Linked DNA regions of Mus musculus: regions 1, 2, 4, 5 and 6 are each linked to region 3. A link is a contact called in public ChIA-PET, HiChIP or PLAC-seq and promoter capture Hi-C data. All regions are on one chromosome and are shown on one strand. Each heading gives the region's core, a stretch centred on a gene start, on an enhancer-like site or on the middle of the called end of the contact. The rest is flanking DNA. Distances are from core to core; before and after follow the strand shown.

Region 1 (3,418 bases), core at 448-2,947, 500 kb after region 3:
TTTCTGAGTTGTTGATCAGAGGCATTTTGGACACCCCCAGAACAGTACAGGCTATCGCCATTGCTCCTGGCTGCCTAAAACAACTTGATAGTAAGGTGTTATTGCTGGAGACATCAGACACATTGCTCACAGGATATGGAGAAATCAAGTTGGTATGGACCAGGAAGCTCCTTCCCTGCTCGCTGTACTGGGAGATTCTGTGTAGGCCATTGTGAGGGAAAGACATCAAGTCTTACCTAGCTGTGAACTCTATGAATTACAATAATGACAGTGCAGTAAGATGTGCCCATAGGCACACAGTGGCACAAATATTACAGGGGGCATCCAACCACTTTCTGGTTGGATGTAAGTCCTGACTACAGGAAGAAGCACACACTATTTTCTACTATATGGACATAGTATAATTTCATCTTTCTCTGTTCGTGGACTAGGGCAGCACTCAGACCTCATCTGAGGCGTTGCTTTGTACAGTACAGGAAGGTTAGCAAGGGAACTCCTAAGTGGTCAGAGTGGAAAGAGTGAGTCAGCGGACTTGAGTTCAGTCTCAATTGGGACATCTGTATCACACACATGCCAGCACTGAGGAAGGAGACTGTTAGAATTAGAGGTCAGGAAGGACCAGATGAAACGGTATCTTCTGAACAAGCAGGACTGCTGCAGTCTTGGACCATGGCAGCCTTGTTGCCTATGCTAGATCAAGCCAGTGGAGAGATTCTAGCGTGGAGTGGAAAATGGTTCACAAGTGGCACCACCCACACTGAGGAGCTATGGACGGTTGATGGCTTCTGGGAGAGGGAAAGTCTGTTTTCTTTAAGAGTGTGACCCCCATAGGTTGATTATGCTCCAGTGGGTAGCCACACATCCAGGAGTATATGGGCAGCACAAATAGAACACCGTGGGTTGTTTAGAAAAAAAAAAGAGAGAAAACAAAGCAAACAAAAATGGGGACATGGCGTTGGGAGTGGAGGTGGGGTAGAACTGGGAAGAGTTAGGGTGAGGAATGGAGATGAATAAATATGATTATTATGATATGATATTGTATTGGGGGCTGGAGAGATGGCTCACATGTTAAGAGCACTGGCTGCTCTTTTAGAGGTCCTGAGTTCAATTCCCAGCAACCACATCGTGGCTCCCAACCATCTGTCATGGGATCTGATGCCTTCTTCTTGGATGTAGGTTATACACAGAGATAGAGCACTCATATACAATATACATAAAATAAATCTTTAAAAATATATTGCATGAGATTTTCAAAGAATTAATACAAAGATATTTTAAAAATTAAAATCTCTTATAAGTGAGTTACTAGGTTGCCAATCGGGGTATTTGACCCTTCGTGATGATTTAAGTGTTTCCGTTATCCATCAAGTCTAGTATGCTGAGAGATCTGACAAACAGAAGGGCAGGGTAGGATTGCTCAGCATCTCCCACTTAAAAAAGAAGTGAGAATGGAGTCTAAAGAATTCTTGGCATCTTCTGAACATGAAGTGTCTTAACATTCTGTGGTACTTCATAGCACCTCCATGTAAATTCCCTTCAAACCATGTCAGGAAGGTGTTCTTATTTATAGATGACAGAGAGATGTGTTGCTGTGGGTTGGTTTGGTTTGATTTGAGTGGGTAGGTCCTCCTTAGGTCACATAGTTCTGAGAGGTTGGCAGGGGCTGGCTCAGAGAGGTCTCCTTGATGTCATATCCTGTGTTCTTGCACAATGCCTACCCTGTCCTGTTATTAAAAACTAAACCAAAAGGACACTAAACACTGCTTCCTCTTCTTTCTCATCTTATGATGGAACTTGTGTGACCAGTGATTTGTCCCAAATAGTACCCAGTTGCTCAACTAAGAAGAAGCCACAGCCTCCAGTGGCTCTGGGTATCATTGGGCTTGTGAGTCTAACGCAGATAGAAGCAAACTGCTTTTCTGTGGCTTTTATGGTTCAATATTATTTCAGTATAATCCTGGTATATTCATCATCACTGACTTAGAACATAAGAAGACAGGTTTCCGGAGCCTGGGCACTTACTTAATTTGAACTTAAATTTAAGAACTTGGCAGGGAGGTAGAGGCAGGAGGATTAACGAAGTGAAGTCCTGGACAGCCTGGCGTACAGAGCAAGACTGTCTCAAAAAGCAAAGCAAGTCAAACACTTATTATATGCCCATAACCCCATAATTGGATATGGAGGAGGAGGGAGCAGTTTCTCATCCTTCGCTACATAGTGGGGGCTTTTGTTGGTTTGATTTGTTTTTTGCTTTTTGGTTGTTTGGTTGTGTTTTTGTTTATTTGTTTTTGTTTGTTTTTGAGGCTATCCTGGAGTGTGTGTGCCTCAAAAGGGGAAAAAAAAAAGAGGAATAAGAAGCTGGCATTAATCGCTTCCTCCTCCTCCTTTTCTGAGAAAGCAGTAGTTCTTATTTACAAAGTCCCATTTTACTGTTTAGCCTGAAGTTCAAGAGCCCACCTCATCCAGCCTTGAGCCACTATTCAAAGTTTTATTTCTTCTTTTCTTCTTCTTCTTCTTCTTCTTCTTCTTCTTCTTCTTCTTCTTCTTCTTCTTCTTCTTCTTCTTCTTCTTCTTCTTCTTCATGTTTTTCGAGACAGCGTTTCTCTGTATAGCCCTAGCTTTCCTGGAACTCACTCTGTAGACCAGGCTGGACTCGAACTCAGAAATCCACCTGCCTCTGCCTCCCAAGTGCTGGGATTAAAGGCATGTGCCACCACTGCTCAGTTCTTCTTTTAAAGATTTATTTTATTTATATAAGTACATTGTAGCTGTTTCGAGACACACCAGAAGAGGGCATCAGATCCCTTTACAGATGGTTGTGAACCACCATGTGGTTGCTGGGAATTGAACTCAGGACCTTTGGAAGAGCAGTCAGTGCTCTTAACCACTGAGCCGTCTCTTCAGCCCTTGTTTGTTTTTCAAAACAGAGTTTTACTCCATAGCCCTGGCTGTCCTGGAACTCACTATGCAGACCAGTTTGGCCTCGACCTCACGGAGATCTACTTGCCTCTGCCTCCTGAGTGCTGGGATTAAAGGTATGTGCCACCACCACCTGGCCAAAGTCCTAAATAGGTCTCTGCCCTCTCCTGCAGGTACAGCCCCTTGGGCTGGGTGCTATCCTTTCACCTTCAAACAATAAACTTCATCTGGGTGCGGTGGCACACTTCTGTGATCCCATTCATCACTTAGAAAATTGAGGAGTTGGACGGATTGCAAGCCCAAGACTGCCATGGGCTACGACGTAGTGAGTTCTGGGCCAACCTGATTATATCAGTGACTTTTCTAATGGTGACTGTGACAAAACACCAAGGCCACTTATTAAAAAGAAAAAAGATTTTACTCAGGCTCTGGTTCCATAAGGTTGGGATCTACAATGGCAGGGACATCATGACCATAGGCAGCAGACATGGTAGACAGG
Region 2 (3,233 bases), core at 348-2,847, 410 kb after region 3:
CTTCTCAGTCCTCTCCTCACCCACCTCCATGCCCACATCTACCCTCCCAGCACATTTGGGACTTCTGTGGCCTGGACCATGGTCCCGATGTATAAACCAAAATAATTAATGTAAACTAAAATAACTGAAGAAGGCACAAGTCAAAAGTAACTTTCATGTTACGTCTGGAAAAAAAAATCACCATGTTCTGTCAGAAATGAACGTTTCAAGATTGTTCTGTCATCTGACTTTCATGTGAGTTGTGGTCTTTGTGGGGTTTGCCTTTAGAAACACCGTATCCCTGAGCTGCGACACCAAGAGACTCTGAGGCATGCGCCGGAATTTGGTCCTGCACGAATAAAGGACTCGTACTTTTTTGTTTGTTTTTGTTTTTCGAGACAAGGCTTCTCTGTGTAGCCTTGGTTGCCCGAAACTTGATTTGTAGACCAGGCTGGCCTTATAACTCACAAGGATCCACCTGCTGCTGTCTCCCAAGTGCTCAGAGTAAGGTGTGCACGGCCACTGCCCCATATACTTCTAATTGGCTTAACCGGTAAGGATGGACACCACCACCCCCGTTGGTAAGAGTAGCCTGAAGGATGGCGGTGGACGTGAGCTGAGCACGAGGCAGGAACATTTGTTTTGCTTTTTCATCCAAGCTTTCCTTCAATGCTGGCCAAGTGATCTGAGACAAAGCCTGGTGGGAGGGACCTAACCACAGTCCCAGGGGCCCACTGCCTGGCCCTTCCCTGGCTGGCTCACTCTGCTTTCTCCCCAGCACACATTTGCTTAAGCATTGCGTTCTTGCCCTTCTGCTTACCTATTCTCTGTCACCTGAGAACAATAACAAACAAACAAACAAACAAACAAATGTAGTGTCTGGAGGGATGACTCAGTGGTTAAAACCATGGTCTGTTCTTCCAAACGACCGGGGTTCAATCCTCAGCACCTCCATGGCAGATCACAACTGTCTGTAACTCCAGGTCCTTTCCAAGGAATCTGACACCTCACAGCAATGCACATAAAATAAAGTTTAAAAAAACATATATTTTGTTTGTTTGCTTGCTTGCTTGCTTGCTTGCTTGTTGCGAGACAGGGTTTCTCTGTATAGCCCTGGCTGTCCTGGAACGCACTTTGTAACCAGGCTGGCCTTGAACTCAGAAATCCGCCTGCCTCTGCCTCCCGAGTGCTGGGATTAAAGGTGTGAGCTACCACGCCCGGCTGCCGAAAAACCAAAAATAAATAAATAAATAAATAAATAAATAAATAAATAAATAAATAAATAAATGAATCTGAATTCAAGGCCAACCATTTTGTAAGATACGGAGGTTACAGTGATGAGAATTCTGTCCCTACTCTTGATAGTTTTACATTTGGGAGAAAGGAGACAAATGAAGACAGGGACGATGTGATTTCTGAGACTCCCCCGAGTTTAATACAATGTAACTCCAGACAATGCTCGCTTACTGACCCGGGCCTGCCCTACAGCAACTGGCCTTTGGCCACTTTAGCAAGCGCTGGGGTTCTCTGTACAGGCCTTGCCCAGCCCCTCGTGACGTCACTGGCGCGCGCCATCCAATCATCGCCGTCTGGCTCCGCCCGCCCGCCCGTGCCTGCGGGAGGCTCCGTGGCGTGTGTTGTGGCCCCGCTGAGCCACCGTACCTCCCGCCTCCGCGCCCAACGTCCGCGTCGCCGTTCTGCGCCGCCGCCATGGCCGACGTGGAGGACGGCGAGGAACCCTGCGTCCTTTCTTCGCACTCCGGGAGCGCAGGCTCCAAGTCGGGAGGCGACAAGATGTTCTCTCTCAAGAAGTGGAACGCGGTAGCCATGTGGAGCTGGGACGTTGAGTGCGATACCTGTGCCATCTGCAGGGTCCAGGTGATGGGTAAGCGATGCAGGCGAAGCCGGGACCGCGAGCTGGGCCGAGCCGGCGAGTGCTGGGCCGGGCCGGGCCGCCAGACACGGGATGGTTCCTATGGGGGCGGGGGGGAGGGGGCGTGACCGGGATACCCGAGGGGAACCTCCGGCCCTGCGGCCAGCAAATCTCCCAGCGGATCCCTCGCGTAGATCTGAGGGTTGGGATGTTCGTCTTTGAGATGCTCTCACGTTCCTCAGGATTAGAGCTTGCCCATTTAGCCGAGGTTGGCTTAGAACCCAGGAGGGCGCACCTCCCAAAAACTGGAAATTGCGAGCCTGCGCCACTATACGGATTCTGTCTCATAACCGAAATGAGGCTCAGTGACCGGAGAGATGTTTCCACAGTTAAGAGCACAAGCTTGTTCTTAACAGAGAACCCGGGTTCGATTTTCCACACCCACATGGCAACTCACCACCCTCTAACTCCTGTTCCAATAACTCCAGCACCCCATTATGGCCCTTGAGGGCATTAGGCACATTTGGTATGCAAACCCAGATGCAGGTAGCATAAACATAAAATTTTAGATTACTGTGAGGTTGCTTTACAGGGCGACTGGGGAGTAGTTGAAATAGATTTCTGCAGTTTGAAAATGTGCGCGTTTCTTGGCTTTGAGACTTTAAACGTAGCATCAAGAGATTCCACAGTCTATTCTTTGTCTTTGGACTTGCTTCATCAGGGCTCCCAAACTTTACTTTTTACATTTAATTGTAGACCCAGACACTAGTTTCTATGTAGAATCTGATTTGACTAAAACACTAAAATCCAGCTGTTCCACCCCTCATCCTTGCTTAGGAGCTGGGCAGTGATTTCCATTTTAGGGTTGAGTGTGGTTGCGAATGTCTGAAATGCCAGCACTCGGGAGGCTGAGGCATGGGGGCAGAGGCAGCACAAGCTTTGCTTAGAAATTTTATTCTGGCCAGGTGTGGTGATATCTTTAAACTTAGTACTCGAGAAGCAAAGATAAACAGATCTCTGTGCGCCTTAGGCCAGCCTGGTCTACACAACCAAGGCTAAGTAGTGGGACCCCATCTTAAAAACAAATAATGAATAAATCTTTTTTGTTTGTTTTGGTTTTTTCGAGACAGGGTTTCTCTGTGTAGCCCTGGCTGTCCTGGAACTCACTTTGTAGACCAGGCTGGCCTCCAACTCAGAAATCCACCTGCCTCTGCCTCCCGAGTGCTGAAATTAAAGGGGTCCACCACCACGCCCGCTTTTTTTTTTTAAATCATCATCATCATTATTTTATTACCCTGTTGTTAATGGTGCATTCTTTAATCCCAGCACTTGGGAGCCATAGGCAGGTGGGTCTCTTGAGTTCCATGACAACCTGATCTAA
Region 3 (3,207 bases), core at 353-2,852:
AAGTAAGTAGCCAAGAAAGGGAACATACGCCTATGGGTTACAGAAGATGTGGCACAGACCCACAAGGGCTCCATCCAGAACAAAATCAGGCCTGGGTAGTTTGCAGAGAGAGGCTGGGTTTGTGGTGGAGGCAGAGTTGCGAGCCTGCGTCGGCTGGAGACTCCCGTGTTCCTGAAAGGGTAGTAGACTTGAGAGAAAGCAAAGCTGAGCATCTGGGGTCAAGTTCCAGGCCTGAAGCTGACAAGCCCTGCCCTAACCCCCTTTTCTGATGTATGTATGTATGTATGTATGTATGTATGTATGTATGTATGTATGTATGTATTTTGCTTTGGGCTAGTGTGGATGGAGTTGTCTGTCATCTGCAGCCTGTGTGACTTGTGAAGGAGTGGAACTTGGAATTAGAGCAGAACTGTCAAGAGTCCGTGGCGAGAAGGAAGAGTCTGTGTTGGATAGGATGCCTGGACTGTGGTGGTCCTTGAGGGCCAGCCCAAGTAGGAATTTAACGGGGAGTGAGATTTCATGCTCACGTATTGGAGAAAGCTGTCGCTAGTACTGAAGGGATAAGCAGGCTGAAGGTGGTGTTGAGCCTGGGTAATTGGGTGAGAGGGATAGTAACTAGTGTCCTCAGGCAAGTGCCAGCTGGCCATCAAGGCATTGAACAGAGAAGGCATTCCAGATGGCTGGACCATGGGGGTAAATGGAATGCAGGCTAGGGAAGTAGAATCTAGCTGATTTGAGGGGAGAAATTGGAGGTAAAAATATGGATAAAATATAAAGTGTTTTGATTTAGTCACTATCGAATGAGTTAGGGAAAATCAAGTGATGCGCTACCCTCAAAACCGCACCTCTTTTGCAGTTGAGAGAGGCACAAGGGTGTCACTGTAGTCCCAGAACTGACAACAAAGGCAATCTCACAATTGTGGTTGGTGAGATCCTTTTTTACAGCATTTGAAACAACAACAACAAAAGACCCACAAACACAGCTTTATAGAACGAGTGCTGCGCGGGTCTTTGGCTGGCAGCCCTGGGGTCATGCAGAAACGCCCCCGTGACACAGCCACGACCTCTCAAGGGTGGATGCCTGCAGGCCTTTAGGGACAAAACTACTGCCAGGTCTAGAGTAGACACAGGCCGGATGTGGCCCGCGCCGGAAGAGAAGCGCGGGACAGGCGCTTGGGTGGAGGTGGCACGGTGGCTAGGATATGCCAGTTTTGAGTCCACGAGGCACCGCAGGACCCACATCCGCAGCTAGATCCGCGGCGCGGAGTTAGGCACGCAGTCACAAAGCACCCTAGCCAAGGCTGGGACGGGTCCAGGGCAGTGTCCTGGGGCCATGGCACCCTCCCGGGTCCTAAGTCCGGCATAGGGAGGAGCATAGGCCCTGTGCGCTCCGAGTGCGCGCGCTTTCCCGGACCCGGACGGCGCGACCGGAGCCTGTCTGGATGACTGTTTGGACACTCCAGGCCATGTGTGCCTCCAAGGCCCGGGATGCGGGTCGCCGCAGCCTGCTGGTCCCGCACGGCCGCCTGCGGGGCGGAGCTCCAGGGCGCCCTGAGCGCGTCGGGCCGGGCAGGGACCCGGCGGTCCCGGTAGGGGGCGCTGCGGAACCCCGAGTTTGGCGGCCTGCGCGCGCCACCGCCGCCTGCACTCCCGCCAGGAGGAGCTGGCTGCGGGTGGAGATCCCTACGCACAGCGACGGAGGCCGGGACCGTAGGCGGTGAGTGTGGTGCGCGCCGGGTCCCAGCGGTTGTGAGGCTTCTCGCAAGGCGGGCTTGTGTCTAGGGTCTTGGGGGGCGACCCCGGAGAGGTGTCCGCGATGCCAAGATCCGGAGGCAGGGGCGGGCTTCCAAGCAGCGGGTGTGAGCCCTGCCACCAAGCTCTTTCCCTTATCTACGCGCTCCCCAGTTGCCACCTCTCCCCATACCCTCCCCGCGTTGGAGAGGGGTCCCTGCCCTCCGATCCGTCTCCCCTTTCTCAGCCCTGCACCCTAGAAGCCTGCCCGCACACCCCCTTTTCTCCCTCAAGCCCTCCCACGCCTACCTCCTCCTGGTTGCCTGCCGCTCGCCTCTCCCTCCCAGCTCTGCTCCTACGGTCCCCGCCGCCACCCCAGCGGGGTCCCATTCTGCCTAGGCGCTCCTGCTGAACGACTCAGCGGGAATCTGAGCTCCGGGGTCCCCCTTCTCCCGGCTGTCCCATAGCTGCAGTGTCCAGGTAAAAAGGGGCTGCAACTTCAGGGCCTGCCCCGGGGGTGGGGCTGGTGCTTCGCCAGCTACCTGCTGCCTGCGGCGCAGGAACCCTGGGCCCAGCCCAGGGCCACTTCACGCGTGCAGGTTATGCTTGCTCAGTGTTCTGTTTAGGACAGTGTGGTTACTTCTTTGCTTGCTTTTGCTTGGTGAACTTGGATAGGTTGCGATTTCTTAAAAAGAAGCCGGCTTTGCTACCCACAAATATGGAGCAGGTTTTCTTTGCTGCTGTGACTGGCTGTCAGTAGTACCTGTGGATCGGGGAAGATTTAGCTATGCTGGGGAAATGGAGCCACATCCCCACTCTCTCACCACAGCTCTGGGAACGTAACTGTCCCCTCTAGGGTGGGCCCGTGTCTTTGTGGAAAGGCAAGGATGCTTCCTAAACATTCAACAGGTAAAAACCAGTTAGGAATCTGGATCAGATCTGGTGTGGATAGGGAAATGTGGGATGAGTGAGTGATCAAGGAGGGGCTCTGGGAGAGTTCCATGGCTTAGGGACATTTGTTGCTCTTTGCGGCAAGTCCCAGGCTGGACCCTGACTATGGACTAGACAGTGATGAGCCCAGCCTACCCTCTGGAACTGTCGGTCGGGCTTGGCACCAGCCCCCTCCTCAGAGGTGTTGGTGCCCTGTGGTGACATCTGTGGGAAGAGGATTTAAAGCAGATGGCTTGGAAAGCCTCATGGTCCCCGGAGAGAAGTGGAGATGGCATGGTGACAGCCCAGCGTGTGCGTTCACCCCTTCCCTTCTGGGGTCTTTCATTAAATCTTAGATTAAATTAATTGCCTAGTCAGAGAAAGAACATATAAAGGGTATTTCTCTTTTAGGATTGGCTCTGGGCCAGCCTGCCCTCACAGATACCTTGGGAGGCTGCAGATGGGAACCCGTGGCAGCGTGGACCGCCTGGAGCACAGCACTCTGGGCTGTAGGACTGCCCTGTCTCTGTGGTTTCTCTTTGATGG
Region 4 (3,502 bases), core at 987-3,486, 350 kb after region 3:
CCAGCAGCAGCAGGGGCAGCAGCCAGGAAGCCCTGGGCGTGGCCTGCACTCCACCAGGCCACGTTCCTGTGTTGCTGAGGCGTCCACTTCTCTCTGTGGCCTGCAGCATTCATCAGTGCAGCTCCCAGCTTTCCCAGAGGGAGGTGTGGAAGAATGTACTCCACTCGTGCCTGGGCGAACAGAACTCGGCCTGTTGACTTTTTAAAGAAAGGTCTTTTTGCTCTTTAAAAACAAAACAAACGCTGGGCGTGGTGGTGCACGCCTTTAATTCCAGCACTTGGGAGTCAGAGGCTGGCGAATTTCTGAGTTCGAGGCCAGCCTGGTCTACAGAGTGAGTTCCAGGACAGCCAGGGCTACACAGAGAAACCCTGTCTCCAAAACAAAACAAAACAAAAAAAAACAAACATTAAAGCCACTCATGACTCAAAGCCTACACTGACGTGGGGGTGTCTGTAGCTGTCCATTGTATAACCTCAGTACGTCATCCTCAGGGTATTCACATTTGACCATGCGGTGCCATGTTAACAGATTCTCTTGAGAATATATGTGGCAGCGCCAAAGAGTAGACTAGAGATAACTGATGCCCCACGTGAGAAACAGATTGTCCCCTGTGTGCCTCAGCATTCCTGAGCACCCCTAAATTAACAACAGCCCCGTGGCCCCATAAGAGTTTAACGTTAACAAAGAGTTGGGGGGGTCTGAACCTTTTTCATGTGGACTAAAACTTGTAATAAATACCAGTATTCTTTCTGACAGTTTATTAGCAGGGCAGGGATTGGTGGGTGAGTGGTTTCCGTTTTTTGTTTTGTTTGTTGTTTTAATTCTCAAGGTTGGCCTTGAACTCCCGATTCTCCTCCTGCACTCCTAGTGCTGTGTTGAGAGCCTGCACCACCATGTCCAGCCCTGTACCCTGAGTAAGCATGCCGTTCTTTAAAGGGCAGGGGCCATAATTTGAATTTCCCTTTCTAACTCCCATGATTCAGAATAAACAATGCCTAAAACCATTATGGTTCCTTTCTACTCCACGTCCATGCCTGCTACTAAGCTCCTCTGCAAGCTTTCCTCGCAGTGAGTCTTTTGGGTGATTTGATATTCTTAAATAACCAACCATTACTTTCATCTTAATTTTCATATGCATCTTCACCTGAAGTTCCATCTTTTTTTTTTTCTTTTTTTTGGCTCGGTGTGTTTTCTTATTTTTGTTGGTCTCCATCACAGATGGGATTTTTTTCACTGGTAATTCCTCAGAACTAAATCCATTCATAGGGAATTCAGAGCAGTGAAAATAAATTTCACGCCTTAGAGTGGGGAATGGTAACAATAAAAAGGAGCCAAGGGATCTTGGAAGAAGACTAGCCCAGCTCAGTTCTCCACTGGTGGTGGGGTTTGCACAGGCTGGCTCACATAACCTGCACCGCAGTCCTTAGGGATCTTCAGCTCCTCCGGCTTCCTCCTATCAGTGAGAGACCTGCCAGAGAAGAACCACCGCTGGTTGCCTGGCACCACACTCTCCGGCAGGTAAGTGCCCCGTCATGTGAAACACTGTGTCTGTGTGCGGACCACAAGCTTGAGGTCTTTGCCTGGGCAGAGCCTCAGATGGAGCTGATGCGTGTCCAGAATTGGGAGGTGGCTCGGGAACATCCAGAGTCTCCATGTCACTCTCTTCCTCCACCGTGCTGATTGGTGGTGCCAGGCAATAGACTGGCAGCGGGTACCGGTTGCCCAGCTCATCGTAGCACTCTGTCAGGGCACTGTGTGGTAGTGTTATGTTTGCACCATCAATGATTGCCTGTGCCAATTCATGATCATTGCTTTCAAAAGCCTGTGCAGTGGCCTTCAAAGCATCCCAGATCTCCTTTCCGGCCTTCAAAAGCTGGTGCAGTGTCCCGGAATTCATCCCTCTTGCTGCACAGTTGTCCATCTGTTAGAGGATAGTCGGTTTTCCATTCTGGTTTCTCCTTTTTCAAAGGCTGGTTTATGATCTAGAGCAACTCCCATGCGGGAGGAGTCTGGGCTGCTGGGCGCCCACGCACCCGTCCCTGGGGCCGCGGCCGCCACCAAAGGGTGCTCGTCCCACCGCCTCGCCCAGCCCTTTCCTCCGTGCCCACTTCTACCTCAGCCCCCGGCCACCTGGCCCGCAGACCCGGCCCGCGTGCTTTCCTCAGCTCCCGCTCGACCCCGCCAGGCCGGACTTGGACCATCCCGGGCGGGCCGCAGCAAACGCTCCTCCCATGCTTCCCCACGCCCCCGCGTCTAGGCCCCAGCACTGCTGCCGCTGCTGCCAGGCAGCCAGGCTCCACTGTCCCCTTCCTCTGAAGTTACATCATTGGTTACTGTTTTAGTTCCATCCAGAGTTTCAGCACCAAATGTAAGGTGCAGTAAAACCACTGAACTGGACTATCTGGGGAGAAAGAAAGGTTCATTGGGAACCAAAGAAGCAAAATGGTGGCAGAGCAAGAGGTTTTTATATGCCAGTCAACAGAGTGGTCCTTGGGCTGATACAGACTGTTCATGTTGACAGGGAACTAGGTCCCTTACCCAGGGTAGTTGACCTTTGGGGGCAAGATTAAGAGAGGTTCCTCGTTAGCAGAAACCCACCTTTAAGCCTCAACCCAGCCAAAATCCTATCTCAGACATTGGCCTCGGCACTGCCATTTTGAGGAGCAGCTTTAAGCTATCAGTGACTAAAAAGCTCATGCCTTAAAATGTTGCATCATAGCCAGACAGTGGTGGCGCACGCCTTTAATCCCAGCACTTGAGAGGCAGAGGCAGGTAGATTTCTGAGTTCGAGGCCAGCCTGGTCTATAGAGTGAGTTCCAGGACAGCCAGGGCTATACAGAGAAATCCTGTCTCAAAAAAAAAAAAAAAAAAAAAAAAAAAAAAAAGGAAAGGAAGAGGAAGGAGGAGGAGGAGGAGGGGGAGGAACAGCTATATGCAACAGACTGATAGCTAGCTATGCACTAAGTGGGGAAATCGGGGTGAGGTAAACATGTCTGCTTTCTACTTTTGCTTCAGAAATGGTGCTTAAAACACCATTGGCCAGAGCAATAAGATGGACTGAAGGGAAAATCAATAAGAAAAAATTAAGTCAGATGAAGACATTAGAAAATTTAAAAAACTAAACAAAAACCTCCCAATAGTCATGGATCAGAATTGCTGTTGTATAAATGAACATATTACTGAAAGTAATTCACATACTCAGAATTTCAATGAGATTCTTTCCAGAAGTAGAAAAAAAAAAAAAAAAAACCCAAAGTGTAAACGGAAGTTTCCAAATAGCCAAAGCAGTGTGAAGCTAGGAGAAGCAGGACTGCAGAAACAGCGCCCCATTTCCCTGTCTACAACTGAGCTGTAGGACGGAGCCTGGGGCTCCAAGCCAGCGTGGAGCTTGGCACAAAGCACAAGTGTACACCAATGCGACAGAGGGCTCAAAGGTAAACGCATGCAATTATAACCCTATGATTGTTAACAAAGATGCCAAAAACCTTAGAGAAAAGGCAAG
Region 5 (3,386 bases), core at 491-2,990, 280 kb after region 3:
TTTCATTAAATTCTACAGACAAAGTAACCCTTGTTTCTCTCTTGTGGGGTGGGACTGGTAGATTATTTACACATTATGCCCCATTATTTTCTAACCAGTGCTTAGCATGAATAAAACAGGGACACGTCCTAGGGTAATGATTTAATTTTCTAAACTCTCTTTTACATATGGAGCGTATTTATTGTAGTCATATGTGTATGTATGTATATATATATATATATATATATATATATGTATGTATGTATGTATGTATGTAACTAGGTGGTGTATTATGGACTCTATAAACTTTGGTTTTAAAACAAATCCATTGTGTTATTCAGAGGCAAAGGAAATTCTGAAGAAGTTTGACAGCAGTGAAAATAGAATTGTTAAGCAAGGTCCTATGTAGGGAGAGAGGAGGGACAGGGGAGAGAACCTCAAACTCACAGGGATCCTCCTGCCTCTGACTCCAGTGGCTGGTATCACAGGCATGACCACCATTCCAGCCAGTTCATTTTGTTTTTGAAATGTGGTTTCTCTCTCCCTGTTTGTTTTGTTTTGTTGTTTTGTTTTCCCTTAAGATAGTTTCTCTGAATAGCTTTGGTTGTCTTGGAACTCACTCTGTAGACCAGCCTGGCCTCAGTCTCACAGAGATCTACCTGTCTTTGTCTCCTGAGTGCTGGGATTAAAGGCATGTACCACTACTACCTGGCTGCAGGTTTTATCTTGTTGACGCCAGAGCTTCTGGGTGGGTCTCCTGTGTCACCTCCCATCGTCTTACTGTAGAAACACTGGAAACATTATGTGCACTCCAGCTTCCAGCTAGTCAGGATTGCACACAAATGTTCCCACCCACTTAGGCTTCTTACTGGCCCCTTCCTCACTGTCTTAGATTTGTACATTGGTATGGGATTTCAGTATACACATCAAGTAGACACTTGGGTGTCGTCCTTTTGGTACACAAATAGCTCATGAGACCTTCAAAGCTTGACTTGCTGGGTTCTTTATTCCTTCAACAAACATATCACCAGAGTTTTCCTGTTTTAGATCTTGGGCATTAGCAAGTTCTCAGACCTTGTACAGGAGCTGCAGAAACCCTTAACAGAAGTTCAGCCCATTACAAATTCTCTCAAGGAAACCAAACCTAAGACTAATTAGGGAAAAGGTCAAGTGTCATTTGAGGTCAGGACTGAATGATAAGAATGTCCCAGCCGTGTAAAGAGTAGAGAGATCCGGGAAGAAATAAACTTGATAATAAACTTGACATGGCTGATGAATGGAGAAAAGTGAACCAAGGGAAGAACAAAAGAAGGAGTCAGAAGGGATACTTAGGGTCATGCAGAGTGTGATTTAGAGATTAGACTTTATTCTCAGACAAGTGGGATGAGCTGAGAAGTGACTGAGTTCAATCTTATGAGAAGATCATGCTTGGTCTGGATTATGGCTCAGCAATAGAGCATTCGTCTACTCTGCATTCATGCAGACGGCTTGGGTCTGATCCCCAGCATGGGAAAGGAGAGAAAAGATCACATCTCCTGGTGAAGAACAGGTTGGTGAAGAGTAGCAGAAACAGAAGATACTGCCATGCTCCTCTGCAGTGATCCTGTTTGGGTGATTCTAGTGAAGGGGAGACGTAGCTGGGTTTTAGATGTTGTCTTTTTGAAGATCTTCTGGATGTGCTAATGAGCTGGATTGTGTGAGGGAGAGGCAGGAAGACGATAAGTGAGAAGGAAGTGGTGGTAGACCAAGGGAAGAGCTTATAGAAGAGGAAATAAGATTGGTTTTGGGGACTTGCTAAATATGAGATACCTGCCAGATATCTAGTGGTATGAATGAGGGAAGGTCAGGCCTGCAAACACAGAACTGGGAGCTCCTAGCATTAACAGTGTGTACTGCAGTAGTTTATAGAAAAAGGAAGGGATGGTCTAGAACAGAGCCCTGAGGCAGTTACAGCATTTCGATGAGGAGATGAGTGGAAGACATAGGAGAAAGGCCAGAAACCGTGTGCTGTGGAATCCAGGAACAGGGAGCTTGTTACATGTCCACTCTGTTAGATGCTGCAAAGGTGTGGATGTAGTAAGAATACATTGGACATGGGTGAGCCAACATCCTTTGACATTGGTGGCCTTGACTAAGCAGTTTCATTGTCACTTTGGAACCGGAAGCTGATTAGAGAGGATCACAGCGTGAATGGGAAGTGAGCAAGTGAGGGGCAGTACTTAGAAGAAATTCTCCTTTGACAGAGGAGTCTGGAAGTGGAGGTGTGGCACGGGAGAGAAGCCGGACCGAGGATAACGGTCTGCTGCTTTTGTTTGTCTTAATTGTGGAGTGTTGTTTATATGCTGCTGAGAGCAAACGGTAGAAGGGAAATTAATGCTGACTCAGGAGAGATTCATTGCAGGAAAATTCTTGAGATGGTTCTGGTGAGACAGGAGGGAGAGAAACTGCCCTTTCATAGAGGAAGGATGCAGTGATGTGTCTATACATAGCTCCTCTGGTCTTTTTACTTTTAAACACTTAGGTTTTTTCTTGTAATAAAAAATACTCATTTTTATAGACTTCTCAGGAAAGTTCACCACCTTTTAGCTCATCCCCCAGTCTTCACTAGTCTCCTTTAGACCCCCTGACCTCTCTGAGCACAAGTTGCTTTTTTTCCCTGTACTCCATATTATGCCTTCTTCCAGACTGAATTCATTTATAAGCTTTGGGTGATGTAAATAAAAAATTTAACATCAATTTAAACTTTTGTGTCAACAGATGAAGCAAAAAATTTATTGCCATATCTTGGACCCAACAAAATGCGCGATTGTTTCTGCACTATAAATTTGGACCAGGAAGAAGTTTATCGCACCCAGGTTGTTGAAAAGTCTTTAAGGTTGGTAGAAAAATTAGAAATTATTCATTTGATGTATATTCATGGTTTTATGTATTTTCCAGATTTTTATCAACAAATTGAGTTTCTTGATATTGAAGCTAATATTTTTTATTTAAAGGTTTTGTATTCTATTATGAATTTATTTTTTAGATTTATAGAATGTAAGCATTTAAAGAGGCCTTGAATGTCAGTAAGCTGCACTGACAACATTGATCTCCTTAGCAGTAGTTCTGGGAAGTGGTCATGGGGCATCTACTTCATAATGGTTCAGTCACCAAGAAGTTCACACCTCCTAAGTAGGCTGCTTGGTCTTTGAACTCTTCTGACTCAGAAAGTGCTTATGTTTAATTGGTTAGTGATTATTAAAGTGACATCCAGTCACGTGCCCAGCGCTTGCTCAGTTCTGGGTTCTGTTCACTCATGTCTCTAAGAGTGACCCCAGTGAAGTGCTTGCTCTCTCATGTGGCCTTTCATTGCCTTAGGAAGTAGTTTTTCTTAGTTGTCCTAGCTCTGTCCCTTAGATTTCTGGGGA
Region 6 (3,173 bases), core at 484-2,983, 450 kb after region 3:
AGTCTAGGTGCTGGCATTTAATTTCATAAAGACACAGGTAGGAAGCCTAGAGCATCCTTTTGATCACATCCGGTAAGTGAAGCGTGGTCCTGGATGGAGGAGTAGAGTCCTTGAGTGGCAGAATCCTGGTCCTGTCCCCTGGCTGCTGCATGCCGGATGGTAGGCAAGCTGACTCCTCATGAGGGATGCCAGGCTATGGGACAGGGACTGGGCTGACATCCAGCCAGTCTCCCCACTCAGAACCCATCAGAGTGTCTTCCTGATGATCACAGTCCTGCAGTGGCACCGGTAGTTTAAACACCTTCTCTAAGCCTGGTCAATAATGCCTATCTGTCTAGTCAGGCTGATGAGATGATTAAGAAACAGGGCAGCCGGATATGGTGGCACACACCTTTAATCCCAGCACTCAGGAGGCAGAGTCAGGTGGATCTCTAGAGTTCAAAGCCAGCCTGCTAGTCTACAGAGCATGTTCCAAGACAGCCAGGACTACACAGAGAAACCCTGTCAAAACAAAACAAAAGCAAAAACAAAAACAAAAAAAAATCATAAAAAGGAAAGAAGGAAAAGGGGAGGGGGCTCAAGTGATAAGTGTATAGCCCCCTCCCAATTTGGGAGTCTGAGACCGGAGAATTACAAGTTCCAGGCCAGCCTGGGCTACTTAGTGAGCTCCTGTTTCAAAAAGAAAGAGAGGGAAGCAGGAGTCATTGGAAGAGTGGATGTCTAGGATGCACAAAGCCTTGGGTTCTATTCCCAGACTGGGTATGGTGGGCACACCTGTGATCCCAGCTCTTAGGGAATAAGACGGGAATACCAAAGTTCAAGTTCATTCTTGGCTACATTTTTAGATTTGAAGCAAGTCTGGACTACCGGAAACAAGGTCTCAAGACAAACAAAAAGAAAAAGCAGTCAATGACAGCCCCATGGCCACAGTTCCCACTGCTCTTTTGGCCAGTGGTCCCTGCAGTTGCATCTCTGAGACCGTGAGCCTCCAGGTCTGAGCTAAGTGAATGCAGTTTGCCTAATGTTCGGGCTGAATCTGGGCACCTACAGTTGTCTTACCTCCTCTCAGCCAGGAAATGCAAGCACGTGGGGTCCCACTTCAGTTTTATTCAGCTGAATTAGAGGCACAGTCAGAAATCTGTAACATCCTCGTGGGATGGGGGTGGGGTGGAGGACTAGAGAGGAGGGAGGGAGAGAGGGGAGGGGCAGTGTTGATCCACAGATCATGAAAACACTGAGGAACGCTCTCGAGTGAAAGCCCAGCTGCCTAGCTAGGCTATGCCACACCCTCTTCTTCAACATAATCAGTCTTAAAGGGTTCTGTTTGGTTTTCTTGTGTCACTGAAGTAATCAAAACCCAGGCATAGTGACAATTGGCTAACACCTGTTGAGGGCCCCCCGTGGGCCAAGATTTGGGAAGGCATCCAAGACACTGTTGGCGCTTTAATCTTCCCTAGGTAGCTTCAGCCTCAGAGGGGTTGAGCAGCTGGCTGGGGGTGTGACTGGCTAGAAACCTCTAGAGCTAGGAACTGAACCAGGACAAACGGATGCCAGGAGAGACACATTCTCCCCCCAGACAATCGAAGTAGTATTACGGACACCCTTTTGTGGACTCTTCGTGGGATTCTATGAAACCACGTCCTCTCAGGATTGTCAAAGAAAACAGGAAGCCCCTCTGGGGAGGCTCACCCCCCTGTTCCCCAAGCCAGGAAGTGGCTGGCAGAAAGAGCGATACGTAGCAAGGGCAGGAGCACCCGGGTTGAGAGCTTGGGGCCGTATCGGGCGGAGCCCTGAGCCAAGTCCCCTGGGGTCCCAGGGCTACATTCCTCTGAGGTCTGCGGAGGCCACTGCTTAAAGGCGCAGAAGTGCAGCTGGGAACGAGAACAAAGCGGCCAGACCCCCCTCGGAGGAAGGAAGGAGCGAGCCCCAGGAAGCAGCTGATAGCGCTAAGCTCAGCTTGTTTTTTCCTCTGCTCAACAGTTCTCCTGCCACGGCAAACAAAAGACGTACGTTCTGATTCCCTTCGGTGTTTGGATTGCGGCCGCAGACTGGATCTGCTTTGTGAAGAGCTGAGGGTAGCTTCTGGCTCGACCTGCCGCTTGATGGCAACGCTGTCCGCCTTGCCTGTCCCCAGCCAGGAGCCCCACGAGGGCATTGCTCTAGATCAAGGGATGAGATGTCGAGATTTCTACCCGTTGACTCGTGACCTTGGCATTGAAGGACCTGCAGCGTAGGCCTTAAAAACTGTTAAGATAGGAACCCTTGTTCCATGGAGATGCCCTGTCCCCGCTATTATCTCAGCCAAGGTCACAGCCCGCTGCTGTGCAGGGCCACACTGGGACTGGTGCCACCTTTATCCCATGGGTCAAGGCAATGGCAATAGATGTCAGGTTCCTGGAGGATCGGGGTCCGAATCCCGGTCTGTCCGCCTTCAAGGTCACCAGTAAGTGACAGGTGGGTCTAAGCAATCCCCTGAGCATGATGAACGCAGAGACTTTGTACTCCCGGGTGTGAGCGGTGAGGGAGTGGGCAGACCTTGTCAGTGTCCTAATCCATAGTCTCAGGACAGGGACAGGCCAAGATGCGACAGCAATGCTGGGCATGGTTTGTTTTGCTCCAGCAGGTGTTGAACGTGTGGCTATGCCAAAGGCCACCAGCAAACCCACACGAAGCAAACACAAAGCTTCCACTGATGGGTCTGTGGGCTGCCGATTCTTGTGGGCTTTACAGTGCGGCAACGGCAGTGCTGGTCACATGGACCGAGAGACTGTTTTGATGCCAGAGACTAATGCTCCGATCCGATCCGTCACCACAGGAGTTAAAGGAGCAGCCAAGAGATCAGCGTGGTTGAACCCCCGCTCTAAGCTGCCTGCCGTTCTCTCCTCCCCTCCCACTCTGAGACTGCAGTTCACATGCCGAAGACAAATGGCATAAAGGGCAGGCAATTAATTTTTTCAGCTGGAGACTGATGGAATGTGGGTGTTTGGCATGCACCTCTGTCTCCAGTCTCCTCAGGGAAATACCTCCCGGAGGGCCCTTCAAATTCCTCATCTGCCCTTTAGGACCAATATGTAATTCAGTCCTGAAAAATCAGTCGGAATGGGTCTTGTGTCCACTATACCAAGAGCCCAAGGACTGCACAGACGACAGGCCCATTCGTTTATTTGTGGTTT

The links. Promoter capture Hi-C pulls out the DNA fragments that hold promoters and counts their contacts. ChIA-PET counts read pairs in DNA pulled down with a chosen protein or histone mark. HiChIP or PLAC-seq counts read pairs in DNA pulled down with a chosen protein or histone mark.
Region 1: an RNA polymerase II ChIA-PET map of memory CD8 T cells shows a contact between it and region 3, with 22 read pairs. The contact joins the enhancer-like site here to the promoter of Pxylp1 in region 3. A contact is called at or near these places in 1 of 39 promoter capture datasets (neutrophils), 2 of 484 Hi-C or Micro-C datasets (CD4 T cells and CD8 T cells) and 1 of 115 datasets of contacts at active chromatin or transcription factors (memory CD8 T cells).
Region 2: a contact with region 3 is called in a promoter capture Hi-C map of neutrophils, with 4 times the contacts expected there. The contact joins the promoter of Rnf7 here to the promoter of Pxylp1 in region 3. A contact is called at or near these places in 7 of 39 promoter capture datasets (embryonic stem cells, frontonasal cranial neural crest, hippocampal neurons and 3 more), 1 of 115 datasets of contacts at active chromatin or transcription factors (embryonic stem cells) and 1 of 9 other capture datasets (adipose tissue).
Region 4: an H3K4me3 HiChIP or PLAC-seq map of bone marrow-derived macrophages shows a contact between it and region 3, with 4 times the contacts expected there. The contact joins the enhancer-like site here to the promoter of Pxylp1 in region 3. A contact is called at or near these places in 14 of 39 promoter capture datasets (the 3T3-L1 cell line, 3T3-L1-derived adipocytes, the HPC-7 cell line and 9 more), 1 of 484 Hi-C or Micro-C datasets (embryonic stem cells), 8 of 115 datasets of contacts at active chromatin or transcription factors (bone marrow-derived macrophages, embryonic stem cells and large pre-B cells) and 2 of 9 other capture datasets (embryonic stem cells and liver).
Region 5: a contact with region 3 is called in a promoter capture Hi-C map of neutrophils, with 2.4 times the contacts expected there. The contact joins the enhancer-like site here to the promoter of Pxylp1 in region 3. A contact is called at or near these places in 5 of 39 promoter capture datasets (the 3T3-L1 cell line, embryonic stem cells, hippocampal neurons and 1 more), 1 of 484 Hi-C or Micro-C datasets (hematopoietic stem and progenitor cells), 3 of 115 datasets of contacts at active chromatin or transcription factors (all in embryonic stem cells) and 1 of 9 other capture datasets (embryonic stem cells).
Region 6: a contact with region 3 is called in an RNA polymerase II ChIA-PET map of memory CD8 T cells, with 22 read pairs. The contact joins the enhancer-like site here to the promoter of Pxylp1 in region 3. A contact is called at or near these places in 3 of 39 promoter capture datasets (embryonic stem cells, hippocampal neurons and pre-B cells), 1 of 484 Hi-C or Micro-C datasets (CD8 T cells) and 3 of 115 datasets of contacts at active chromatin or transcription factors (embryonic stem cells, memory CD8 T cells and pancreatic cancer cells).

What each region holds. Positions count from the first base shown.
Region 1 is chr9:96,390,435-96,393,852 of GRCm38.p6, reverse strand. The region is part of intron 1 of Gm39409 (a long non-coding RNA gene); the gene reads left to right. The region is part of intron 1 of Gm40550 (a long non-coding RNA gene); the gene reads right to left. Among named protein-coding and RNA genes, the nearest start is that of Gm39409, 4.7 kb to the left of the region's middle. Within about 2 kb of position 1,697, at least 74 of the 459 cell types and tissues checked have an H3K27ac peak or open chromatin away from gene starts, as enhancers often do. A contact at or near this core is called in CD8 T cells, memory CD8 T cells and neutrophils, where this site is marked.
Region 2 is chr9:96,477,039-96,480,271 of GRCm38.p6, reverse strand. Rnf7 (ring finger protein 7) reads left to right here and starts at 1,597. Exons shown (of 3, transcript NM_011279.3): 1 at 1,597-1,864. The coding sequence starts at 1,690.
Region 3 is chr9:96,887,869-96,891,075 of GRCm38.p6, reverse strand. It overlaps Pxylp1 (2-phosphoxylose phosphatase 1), which reads left to right and starts at 1,602. Exons shown (of 6, transcript NM_001289647.1): 1 at 1,602-1,717.
Region 4 is chr9:96,535,720-96,539,221 of GRCm38.p6, reverse strand. It overlaps the pseudogene Gm8495. Among named protein-coding and RNA genes, the nearest start is that of Gm28729, 12 kb to the right of the region's middle. Within about 2 kb of position 2,236, at least 211 of the 459 cell types and tissues checked have an H3K27ac peak or open chromatin away from gene starts, as enhancers often do. A contact at or near this core is called in bone marrow-derived macrophages, embryonic stem cells, hematopoietic stem and progenitor cells and 3 more, where this site is marked.
Region 5 is chr9:96,610,850-96,614,235 of GRCm38.p6, reverse strand. It overlaps Rasa2 (RAS p21 protein activator 2), which reads left to right. Exons shown (of 24, transcript NM_053268.2): 2 at 2,737-2,854. Among named protein-coding and RNA genes, the nearest start is that of Rasa2, 19 kb to the left of the region's middle. Within about 2 kb of position 1,740, at least 50 of the 459 cell types and tissues checked have an H3K27ac peak or open chromatin away from gene starts, as enhancers often do. A contact at or near this core is called in hematopoietic stem and progenitor cells and neutrophils, where this site is marked.
Region 6 is chr9:96,436,756-96,439,928 of GRCm38.p6, reverse strand. No RefSeq gene overlaps it. Among named protein-coding and RNA genes, the nearest start is that of Gm51656, 26 kb to the left of the region's middle. Within about 2 kb of position 1,733, at least 283 of the 459 cell types and tissues checked have an H3K27ac peak or open chromatin away from gene starts, as enhancers often do. A contact at or near this core is called in CD8 T cells, memory CD8 T cells and pre-B cells, where this site is marked.